Regions from separate parts of the Arachis hypogaea genome. Here region 1 is linked to region 2. The links are chromatin contacts, called in public Hi-C maps. All regions are on one chromosome and are shown on one strand. The core of a region is the stretch at or near the end of the contact, and the rest is flanking DNA. Distances in the headings are between cores, read along the strand shown.

Region 1 (5,613 bases), core at 2,913-5,412, 150 kb after region 2:
TCATAATCAAATTAAGTGTAGGAATAGGAAAACCAAAGCTTTTAAGGGTATGAGCTAAAAACCTCCAGTCAACTCTGTCATAAGCTTTTTCCAGATCAATCTTAAAGGCCAGTGTGCCTTTCTTTGATTTAGTCTTCTTCATAAAGTGGAGGACTTCTTGAGCAATAATGATGTTGTCAGGAGTTCCTCGTCCCGGAGTAAATCCTCCTTGAAGCGGGCCAACAATCTCCGCAAGATGAGGACGAAGCCTATTAACAAGGACCTTCGTGATGATCTTGTAAACTACATTGCAGAGACTAATCGGCCTGAAATCTTTCATAGATACTGGTGATTCAACCTTTGGAATGAGAACCAATAAAGTCTCCAACATTCTCGGATCAAGAGGAACACCAGAGAATGCCTGCTTAACCATCTTCCAAACATCAAGACCAATGATCTCCCAATATTCTTTGAAGAAGAAAGTTTGAAACCCATCAGGACCTGGAGCTTTAAAAGAGTTCATGTGAAAAACAGCTGCTTTGACTTCCTCCATAGTAACTGGTGCCGTAAGGTTATTGCAAGCTTCCTCATTCAGAGAAGGAAGAGGCACATCACCAAGGCAACCCAAATCAACATCATCCAAATGACAGAATAAGCTTTTATAGAAAGACTCTGCTTCTTGACTCAGAACCTCTGGATCAGTTTTCCACACTCCATCCTTGAGAAAAAGGCCATGAATCTTGTTATGCTTCCTTCGCGCAAGAGTTTGAATATGAAAGAATCTTGTATTCCTATCCCCGAACCTTACCCACTGCTCTCTGGACTTTTGGAACCATAGGAGCTCTTCTTGCACTAGAGTATTATTATAATCATCAAGCAACTGTTGCTCTTTCTGACACAAATAAATACTATCCACCACTTCCAAACGCTTTTGTAAATAATTAATCTGCTGCTCTAATTCACATTTCTTAACAAAAATGTTACCAAATACCTTCGAGTTAAACTCTAGTGAATTCTTCTGTACTTCCGAAAGCTTACCATGAATTCCTCTATTACCAGACCACCATGACTGGTTCACAATATCCCTATACCCAGGATGAGTAGCCCAAGCAGCAACAAATCAGAAAGGTCGATTCCCTTTAGGCTGAGGACGACCTTTACAACGCACCAGAATAGGGCAATAATCAGACTGAAGCCTATTTAAAACTTCTGCATAAGCCTCTGGAAAGATAGATAACCAACTACTATTTATACAGACTCGATCAAGCTTTTTTTCCACGTCAACATAATTTTTCACCCTCCTGTACCATGAAAACTGCCTCCCAATAGTCTTCAGATCAAACAAACCACTATCCCCTAATGAAGTAGCAAACATGTCGGCTCTTTGATGAGAAAATTGACAGCCCTTAGATTCATGAGAAAATTTGACTTCATTAAAATCACCAAGAACAATCCAAGGTCCTTGAAAAACCATGGATTGTGCAACAAGATAATCCCAAAGGAGAACCCTTTTATTAAATTGAGGACTGCCATAAATACCACTACACCTCCAAATTAAATTATCAAAGTGAACCTCAACACTAACACCCTGATCAAAAGCATCAATGAACTTACAACAAACACCCTTCATAGAGGATAGAAACCAAATACCTCCCTTATACCCCTCTGCTTCTACTATACCAACAGAGTGATACCCCAACCTTTCCCAAAATAATTTTAAATGCTGAAAAGGAGAGTGAGTTTCAACCACAATAAAAAAAATAGGTCTAAATTTTCTAACAAGTTCCTTACAATGCACCCGGGCTAACTTATTAGAAGCACCCCTAATATTCCAAACAATCATATTTAAACTATCCATAAATAATAGGGACAGGATAAATAAGAACATAAACTCTAAACAGAATCACCAACCTCAATAGGTGGTTTGTCCTGCGGTACTGGCACACTCTGATCCTCAATAATTGCCACCTTTGGACCTCCTGACACTGCACCTGCCATGCTTCCATCTACTAAGGTTTCCTCCGTTGTGCCACCATTTTTATCAACTGGCGAGTTCTGCAAGGAGGAAGGCCGAGGACGCTTCCGTAGAGAGATTCCACGACGTGCAGGAGTTCTGCGCGATGGAGATGGCGCAATTTCATGTTTTTCTCGCTTCCCCATCCTAATGCCAATTGATTTGCCTCCATCACCATGCAAATTGGGCCTTGGAACCCTTCTCGAACTAAACTTGTGCTGCTTTCCATCTTGGTCCTTCAAACTTGATGACTGGCCCATTGTGAATTTTTCCTTACGTAGCACTTGTTGCCAGCCCTCTCCATCATCCATGCATGCCTCATTAACATGACCATCAGGCACGTGAGGAGCCAATGATTCCGTAACTACATCCTTCCCTTTAACAACTCCTAATTTCTCACCCAAATTACGAGGATTCTCACCCAAATCACGAGCTTCTGATTCAGCCTCTTGTTGAATCTCATGATTGTTGTGTGGCACTAATGTCGGGGCTTCATTATTTTTTCATCACCGAAGAAATTTTCGTTTCCTTCCAAGGACTCCTTCTCCATGCACAACAATTTATCATGCCCATACCGTGCACAAGTAGTACAAATCAACTGTAAACTCTCATACTCCACTTCATAAGTCACACCCTCCACTATAATATGTTTGATTACAGGCAACTCAAGATTAATTTGAACACAAGCTCGAGCATATTTTCCTCCTTCTGCAAGCTTAGTAGCCAAATCTACTTTCACCGGAATCCCTATTGCAGAAGCAATTCGCAGCATTGCTTGTTCCTGGTAGCACCAAATTGGAAGTCCCGAGACTCGAATCCATACCAGCGTTGATCCAAAGGATTTTTCGCATGGCCTAAAATCCACATCCCATGGCTTTACTGCAACATAGTGACCGTCTATTAACCACGGGCCACCAAGAATGACTTTCTCACGATCCGCAGCAATATCAAATTTAACCAAAAAATATCCAAACCCCACATCCAACAAATCAAACCCTCCTTTGATGCGCCATACTATCCGAAGCTTATGCATGAGAGCCGTGTAGCCATAATGCTTATCCAGCACCTTGATCACGATGGCTTCCTTATAAGGTTCAACTAGACAGCTCTTTGCCTCCTTGGTAAAACTGACATTTGGTGGACGAGAATCACCTTGCTTACCTGTCACCGTCGCGATACCATCCCCAGATAAAGACCCTACTAATGCAAAGGCCTTAGACTTTTCTGTACCAATAACTTTATCTCTAAAAGAGACTTTGGATGGCTTTTCTAACCCCTCTCGAGAAGAACCCTCCTTAACACCGGATACACACCCACCCACGTTCTCCCCCTTATCTCTTCCGATGGCATGGCCATCTTTCTCACCGTGTTTCACCCTCAACCGCTCACCCTCGCTCTCTCCTTCTCTCATTCTCCTTGAGTACGTTTTGGTCCTAAAAATAAAGAGTATATACCCAAACGTTTTGGTCCTAAAAATAATTATTATATTGAAGTTTTTAAATTTTATAAAAATAAGATATATAAATTCTTTCGTCACATTTTTTAGAATTTATTTGTTCAAGTGAAAACAATAAATATGATTACAGTATAGATTTATAGATATTATTTTTGTAAAATTTAAAGAGCTCAACATAATAAAAAAATTTTGGAAACGAAAACATTTGATATAAATTTTTTTAGAGACCTATTTGAATATATACTTGGTATATAATAAAAGACTATAATATGTGCACACTAAAATTAATTATTAAAATTAATCACTAATATAAAATAAATATTAAAATATAAATATATATTAAAAATAAATTAAACTATATATATATTTATACATAAATATATTAATAATTAATTTTAGTGTATGAATAATATTTTTAATATTTCTATTAATATATAGAACTCGTAAAACTTACCGTATGATTCGTATAATTTTCCCTCAATGAAATACAGAAAGTACAGAAAATCCACCATGTATAGATTAGAATCACAGGTCAAAAATGAAGGGAAAAAGAAAATAGATAGAACCATACACAGATAACAAGGGCACGAAGTAATAAATAATCACTAGAAGCCATCCTTTTTGAACTTTTAGACATGTCCCTCTCTGTGTGACGTAGTTCACAATCCAACGCAAGTGGCAAGTGGGGGAACCTCCACGCAATGAAAAATTTGGTGCGATTTTATAGGAAATATACCAATAATGTTTAGTGTTATTGTTGGGTTAACGTTTTATGCATTAACCATTAAGCATGGAATTGAGTTCTGTTTGGACAATTGGCTCCGGACATATGTATAATTTAATATGTTCTTGCATTGTTGATTGTTACTCCTCCTTCAAGTCATTGTATTGAGAAGCGACTATTCCTAAGACAGGTATTTATTCCTTTTGTCTTCAGTCTCAACTCTCAATAGACTGGACTACATTATTAATTAATAATCTCTATTATGTCTTCAAGATATTATATACCCTTTCTTTCTCCCTTTTTGTTTATCTATATACATTATAACTCTGTATTGGAACAAATACCTTTCATCATGATTTCTACAAATATATTAAAGGCCTTTCTCGCTCTCTTTAATTTCTCTCCGGAGCTATCTCTCTCTCGAGCTATTATGATCTTTTCCTTCTGCTGGACCAAATTAATTTTCTTCATCCCTTCTAAGAAAATTAACAGCTGATAATAAAAAGTTCTTAATTTTTTTCATTCAAAAATCCAAAACCTTACTTAATTTAGTTTTTAAAGTTAATTTTAATATGATTTCAGTTGTCACTGGTTACTTTATATATATAAATCCAACTAAGTTAAGTGTATGTTAAAATAAGTCATCAAAATCAATTATCAATATATATATTGAATTACAAAATATACATTAAAAATAAATTAAATTATACATATATTTATACATAAATATATAATAATTTATATTTGTATATATATAATATTTTTTGTATAAATAAGATATAATTAGATGTGGATAAGACTTTTAGGCTGCGTTTGTTTATGAGAATAGGATAGAACAAGACACTGAGAACAGAACAGGACAAGATACTGATGAACAGAGATACAAAATTTTATGTTTTTGTATTCTGTTTGGTGATAAACTATAACAAATTATAAAAATTCAATTTATTCTCATTTTTTTTTCATTTATAAAATTTGAGATGAAAAATATAATAATAAAAAATATAATTATAAAAAATTAACAAAAATAATGAAAGAAAAAATGAAAAATAAGTTGTGTCTCTTGTTAGTATCTTCGTGTCCTTTTCTGTACATTAATTCAGTATTTCTGGACACATTATCTCTGTTTATGTCTCCTCTATCAAACACAATTTTATGTCTTTATATCCCTATCTCTATAAACAAACACAGCTTTAGAGTTTCACATCGTCAAAGAATAAGATCACAATGCCCTTGAATTAAAATATATGGTTAATTAAGTTGAACTTACAAAAATAATTTTTGGCAATATCCTCTTGGTTAATGAGGTTCCACCCATGAGGCCATGAAACTGTTTTCTGTGGTGTTAGGTCTCCTAATCAAGGGATGTCTTTTCATTTTCAGATCTGATTTTAAGGGATCCGTGTTTGCTTAGCCATCGTCTTTGTCACGAGTTATAGA
Region 2 (5,195 bases), core at 2,475-4,974:
GAAGGAATTCCAGTTGCTAGTTCTGAGTAGATGAGACCTATTCCTGGGACTCGAACAATGCCAAGGCTTGGGCCCAAACCCAGTAACCACTTCAATGAAACTTTGTTGTGCAGATCATAGCTGTACTTCCTTCGAGTACCATAATGCCATACATACATAACAACCATGAAGATGCAGGATAAGACAAGAGGAACCCATCCTCCCTGAGGCACTTTCATGAATGCTGCTGATAGATAGGTGCCCTCTATCACCCAAAAGAATAAAAGGAATGCTATAGCAATCACAACACTTTTTTGCCAGACAAAGATTGCGACCAGAGTCATCAGAAAGGTCGTCACAAACATTACAGTCATACATGCGAGTCCTGTAAATCAATGCCATGAATTAAATTCAAAACGAAAAAAACCAACATTCAAACTGTAATTTGTAACAACATTGTTAGCAGAAACTCCCGAATTCAAGGTAGCAGAGCAGGAATTGTAACACATCAAACTAGAAAACAGAAAAAAAATAAATAAATAAATAAAGGGCTGGGATATTAACCATACTATCATTATTTTCACATCCACAAGCCAGTAATTATTGTATTCTTGCTCTCCATAACAACTATTAGGACTTTGACTAATTGAACTATCAATCCGAACATATAATCAGAGGAAAACAATGATCTGAAGCAAATGAACAGAAATTTACCATACTCACAAGGAAAAAGATCCTCTAAGATGAGGATTTTGGTAAAGTGAAAAAGTGACAAATGTCTTTGTGGGTGTGTGTGTGTGGTTCCGGGGGGGCGGGGGGTATGCTTTTTTGAGCAGGGAACCTTATATTACCGTAAGCATTTCCAATTATAGTTGTGTCTTGAAATCCAATGGTTATTGCAAGAGTCAGGATCATGAGTATCCAGTTTATCTCTGGGATGTAGATTTGCCCATATATATGTTTTGAAGTGTGGACAACTTTAACTCGTGGAAAGCAGCCAAGTGCATGACACTGCTTGATGATAGAGAAAGTTGCGGTTATAACAGCTTGACTCCCAACAATAGCAGCAAGGGTGGCAACAACAAAAACAGGCCAAAATACAGGTTCTGCAGGAGAAGCAAAAAAATTAGCAATTGCACTAAATTACTGAATCTCAAAGCAGTATTAACGAATGAGAGTAACGAATGGACCAACCAGGTATTGAATCATAAAAACTGTTATGAATAGATTGAAGGTTCTTAGACAAGAAAGCAGCTTGGCCCATATACTGTACCACCAAACAAGGGTATATAACAAACGCAAATGCAATCTGCAAAAGGGAGGAAAATATTAAGGAATCTCTTGACAATTGAGCATGTACTACTTATTGTTGCTTTCCCAGAAAATAGTAGTAATTTGTAAAACTAAGATCAATTTGATTATGTTGATTTCATAGAGAAAATGGTGGATAAGAGGGCAAGAGAAAAAGAAGAGAAAAAAAAAAGGAGAAAGAAAACACTCAACTATAAGTACTACTTATTTCTAATAATACTTTAAGCCATGTACCAGCATAGTGCAACTGGTACAATCTCAGCCCAACAAGACTAGTGACATGATTGGACAGCTAAAGTAATAAGAATCATAAAATCATAATTCATAACAGATGCAAGAAATTCAGCATCAAGTTTTTCTCACCCTTATCGATGTAGCAGTGAAATGACCAAGATCTGCAAACATAGCTTCAGTTCCTGGTGAGGTAAAAAAAACTCAAATAGTTAGTAAGTTAGTATAGTATAGCATCTGAGTTTCTTAAAATCTCAGGTTTTACAGTTCTAGTAACTCAAATTTTTGACTAAATTTATACAATTGTAAATAGAACAAGGAACATCAATACATCATGCATAACATCCCTACAAACTATAGAGCATATCCTATGATATAACTGTTAAAAAGGATCAGAACTAACATACCAGTGATACAGAGAAGTATCCCTCCAAGAGAAATCCAACCTTCTTTACCAGTCTTGATAAAGAACTTGATGAGATAGTATGGGGATAATGCACGAACAATTCTAGGATTCCAAAAAATTGTGTTATACAGCCCAATAGAAAATATCGATAATAGCCAGATGATTACAACTGGTGCAAACACGAATGCCACTTTGTGTGTGCCAATGTGTTGAAGAGCAAACAGCCCAACCAATATGACACAGGCAAGCAGGACAAGCTCACCATCAGTTAATTTTCTTTCCGTAACTTGTAACCCTGATACAGATGCTAGAACTGCATGGTAAAGATCAGGCTAATTGTTAGTTTCTTATTAGAAGCAAGCCTTCAGGTAAAAAAACCAATCGAGTTCTGTTATATTATTATTATATTGGAAGCAGTTCACAACAAAATAAGATGCTACAAAGCTCCAGGCATCCCAAATTTTAATTATGAATCACTTACCTGAAATTGCTGGGGTGAGAACACCATCGCCAATGACCATGCAAGCACCAAACAACACCACAATAAGCAGTGCCGTTCTTAACCTTTTATGCTTCTCCAGAAACCTCTTCAGTGGAGAAGAGGTTATGGCCTGTTGCGAGGGACCATATTTGTAGGATGATAACTCCTCATCAGCTGCTTGTTGATTGGGGAGCAAATTAAACTTGGCGTGCCTGCAGAGCAGCGAATAAAGAGCAAACGTTCCACCTGAAGACAGCAGTATTGCACCATATGATCATAATAAAATCATAGAGCTATAACTTATAACCAACCTTACAAGAAAATAATCCTAATAAAGGCCGCCATTCAAATACCTTCGCCACTATCATCAGCACTCAATAGGATGAACACATACTTAATCAACGGTATTAGTGTCAGTGTCCAGAAAATCAAAGAAAAAGCTCCAAATATAGTTTCTTCATCGCGGTGATCCTGCAATTTGCCTCGAAATGTGCTTGTGAAAACATAGAGTGGTGAAGTGCTCAGATCTCCATACACCACACCAAAGCTTTGATATGCTAATAATAGATTCCTAGAGAGATTCACCCATGATAACTGAAAGGTCCCAAAACAGACAAAACAAATTATCGATTATCCATCCTTCAATCAAGTTCAAACAACCAAAACACTGGAAAATGAATCAGTGAAGTGAAAACCACATCATCACAAAAGAATGAAATTCAGTACAATGGCATAAATCAAACAAAAGCAAACAAATAATAATCAAAGGAACTCGAAAAAACACTTAAAATCAGCATAATTGAATATCTCATTCTCAACAGTTGTTCAAGATAATTTGAATACTTAACAGTGGCGAATCCAAGCAGATACCAAAGACACACACCTCCATGCGTTGACAAGAAACACGAACTCACATGAAGAATGAAAAATATGCTTAAACTTATTAAATTAAATAAATAAAAACAAAAAACAAGGAGAGTGCGGAGCAAAGTCAGTTACAAAAAGTTCCAGAAAGAAGAATGAGGCAAAACAAGTAGAATTCAGAATTGGTTCAGAGTAGTGAAAAAAAAATGAACTTCATTTCACTTGAATTTCGGAATAAATCTAAAGCACTGCGTTAGCGTGTTGAGGAAGAAGCCTAACCAGCGAAGGGTTCCGAGAAGTAGAAGCTCCAGATTCCGGTTCCATCACAGAGAGAGAGAGAGAGAGAGAGAGAGAGAGAAGATGATAGTAGACTACTGTAAGCAGCGAAAGAAAGAGAGCGAAACCAAACAAAACTGAACACGATACAACTCTCTTGTTATATTATATTATATTATTTTTTAATATATATATATTATTTTAATATATTAATATTATAAAATATTTTATGTCATCGTACATTTTTTTAATAATTATTTATGCATTATTTTTAGCTGTTTTGTATATGGCGGTGTTTTAAAATTAAATATATAAAAATATTTGATAATTAAAAAATTTAATCAAAAAATAATATAATTAACAAATATTAAATAAAATAAAATTTATTTTTTTTGTCAACCTAATATTATCATTATATATATATATATATATATATATATATATATATATATATAATGTTATCATCGTATAATCATACATTAATATGAGTCACGAGTTAGCTCAGTGATTCCAAAGAAAGATCAATAATTCAATTTAGTTAAATATTAAATGTTAGTATTAAACCATAAAATAATAATAAATTATATGGTTTATAAGATTACTAATAAATGAGGGAAAATAAATAATGATCAAATGGAATAGAGCCACAGAACGAGCAAGAAGCAATCTGAAAATTGAAAGCTGATTTGGAAATTTGCGTGTAGCGATCCGTATCCAGCGCACCAGGATGAGTACTGGTGCATGCAGCTACAGGAGAGCAGTGAGCCAGTGATTCTGTGAACCGCGCGTTAATACCACGCGATGTTTGTATGCGTGTGGTTCTGATGGTGATGTTCTATTGGATTGGAAGGTTGGTTCACTTGGTTGGGTAGTTGGCCTCCCACACTTCAAATGGCCAAATCAGTGTAGTGGATAGGTCATTTAAGTGTATGTGGTTTTTATGACCCAAAGAAAACACTATATTTTAAGACAATAAAATAAATAAATAACGGAGTTGCGGAAATGATTATATATTGCTAAATGTTAATTTACCATGTTTCGTTTTTTCTTTTATTGATCTAATTTCCATATTACTAGTGGTACAAAAATATTAAGTGTTGATGGTAAAAAAATAAAAAATAAATAGTGTTTATTTTTTTTTCCACTCTTTGTACTAACTTTTAGATGAGTCGATATTTTCTTTATATCTTTCTTTCCCTTTTTTTGGTTATCCACTCTTTTCTCTTATTCTATTACAAGAAATACATTTATTATCGTTAAATTTTCTATTGAAAAATCTGATATTCACATCAGAAAATAAATATTACTGTTGAAACATAAATTTAATGTTAATTTTTATCTTACATATTTCTTTAAAATGACGAGTTCATTACAGCAGAATTTAGCATCTAATTAATATGACGATAACAACTTAAAATCAAAAGTTAGCATTCCACTAAAAATTAAAAAGTAACAAAATTTGAAACCTCTTTCTCCTTCTTCCCAAACCATTCCTAACCTTTCTCTTTTTTTTTTTTCTTCATGAATCCCCAGGGCGGAGCCTCATACATTTTAAAGGGAGCAATGACCCCCCAATTTAAATTTTTTTATGTATATAATCTTTTAATTTTTACATTGCCCTTTCTATTCATAAAAGTTTAAAATGCT

The links. Hi-C and Micro-C count contacts between places; a contact is called where the count stands out from the background.
Region 1: a contact with region 2 is called in a Hi-C map of an unstated tissue, with 6 times the contacts expected there. The contact joins the enhancer-like site here to the promoter of LOC112754956 in region 2. A contact is called at or near these places in 4 of 8 Hi-C or Micro-C datasets (leaf and an unstated tissue).

Annotation. Positions count from the first base shown.
Region 1 is chr16:128,648,714-128,654,326 of arahy.Tifrunner.gnm2.J5K5, forward strand. No RefSeq gene overlaps it. Among protein-coding and RNA genes, the nearest start is that of LOC112754960, 25 kb to the right of the region's middle. Within about 2 kb of position 4,163, at least 1 of the 3 cell types and tissues checked has open chromatin away from gene starts, as enhancers often do.
Region 2 is chr16:128,501,351-128,506,545 of arahy.Tifrunner.gnm2.J5K5, forward strand. It overlaps LOC112754956 (potassium transporter 4), which reads right to left and starts at 3,725. Exons shown (of 8, transcript XM_025802795.3): 1 at 3,552-3,725; 2 at 2,762-3,002; 3 at 2,409-2,654; 4 at 1,929-2,240; 5 at 1,654-1,706; 6 at 1,174-1,288; 7 at 831-1,085; 8 at 1-364. The coding sequence starts at 3,596.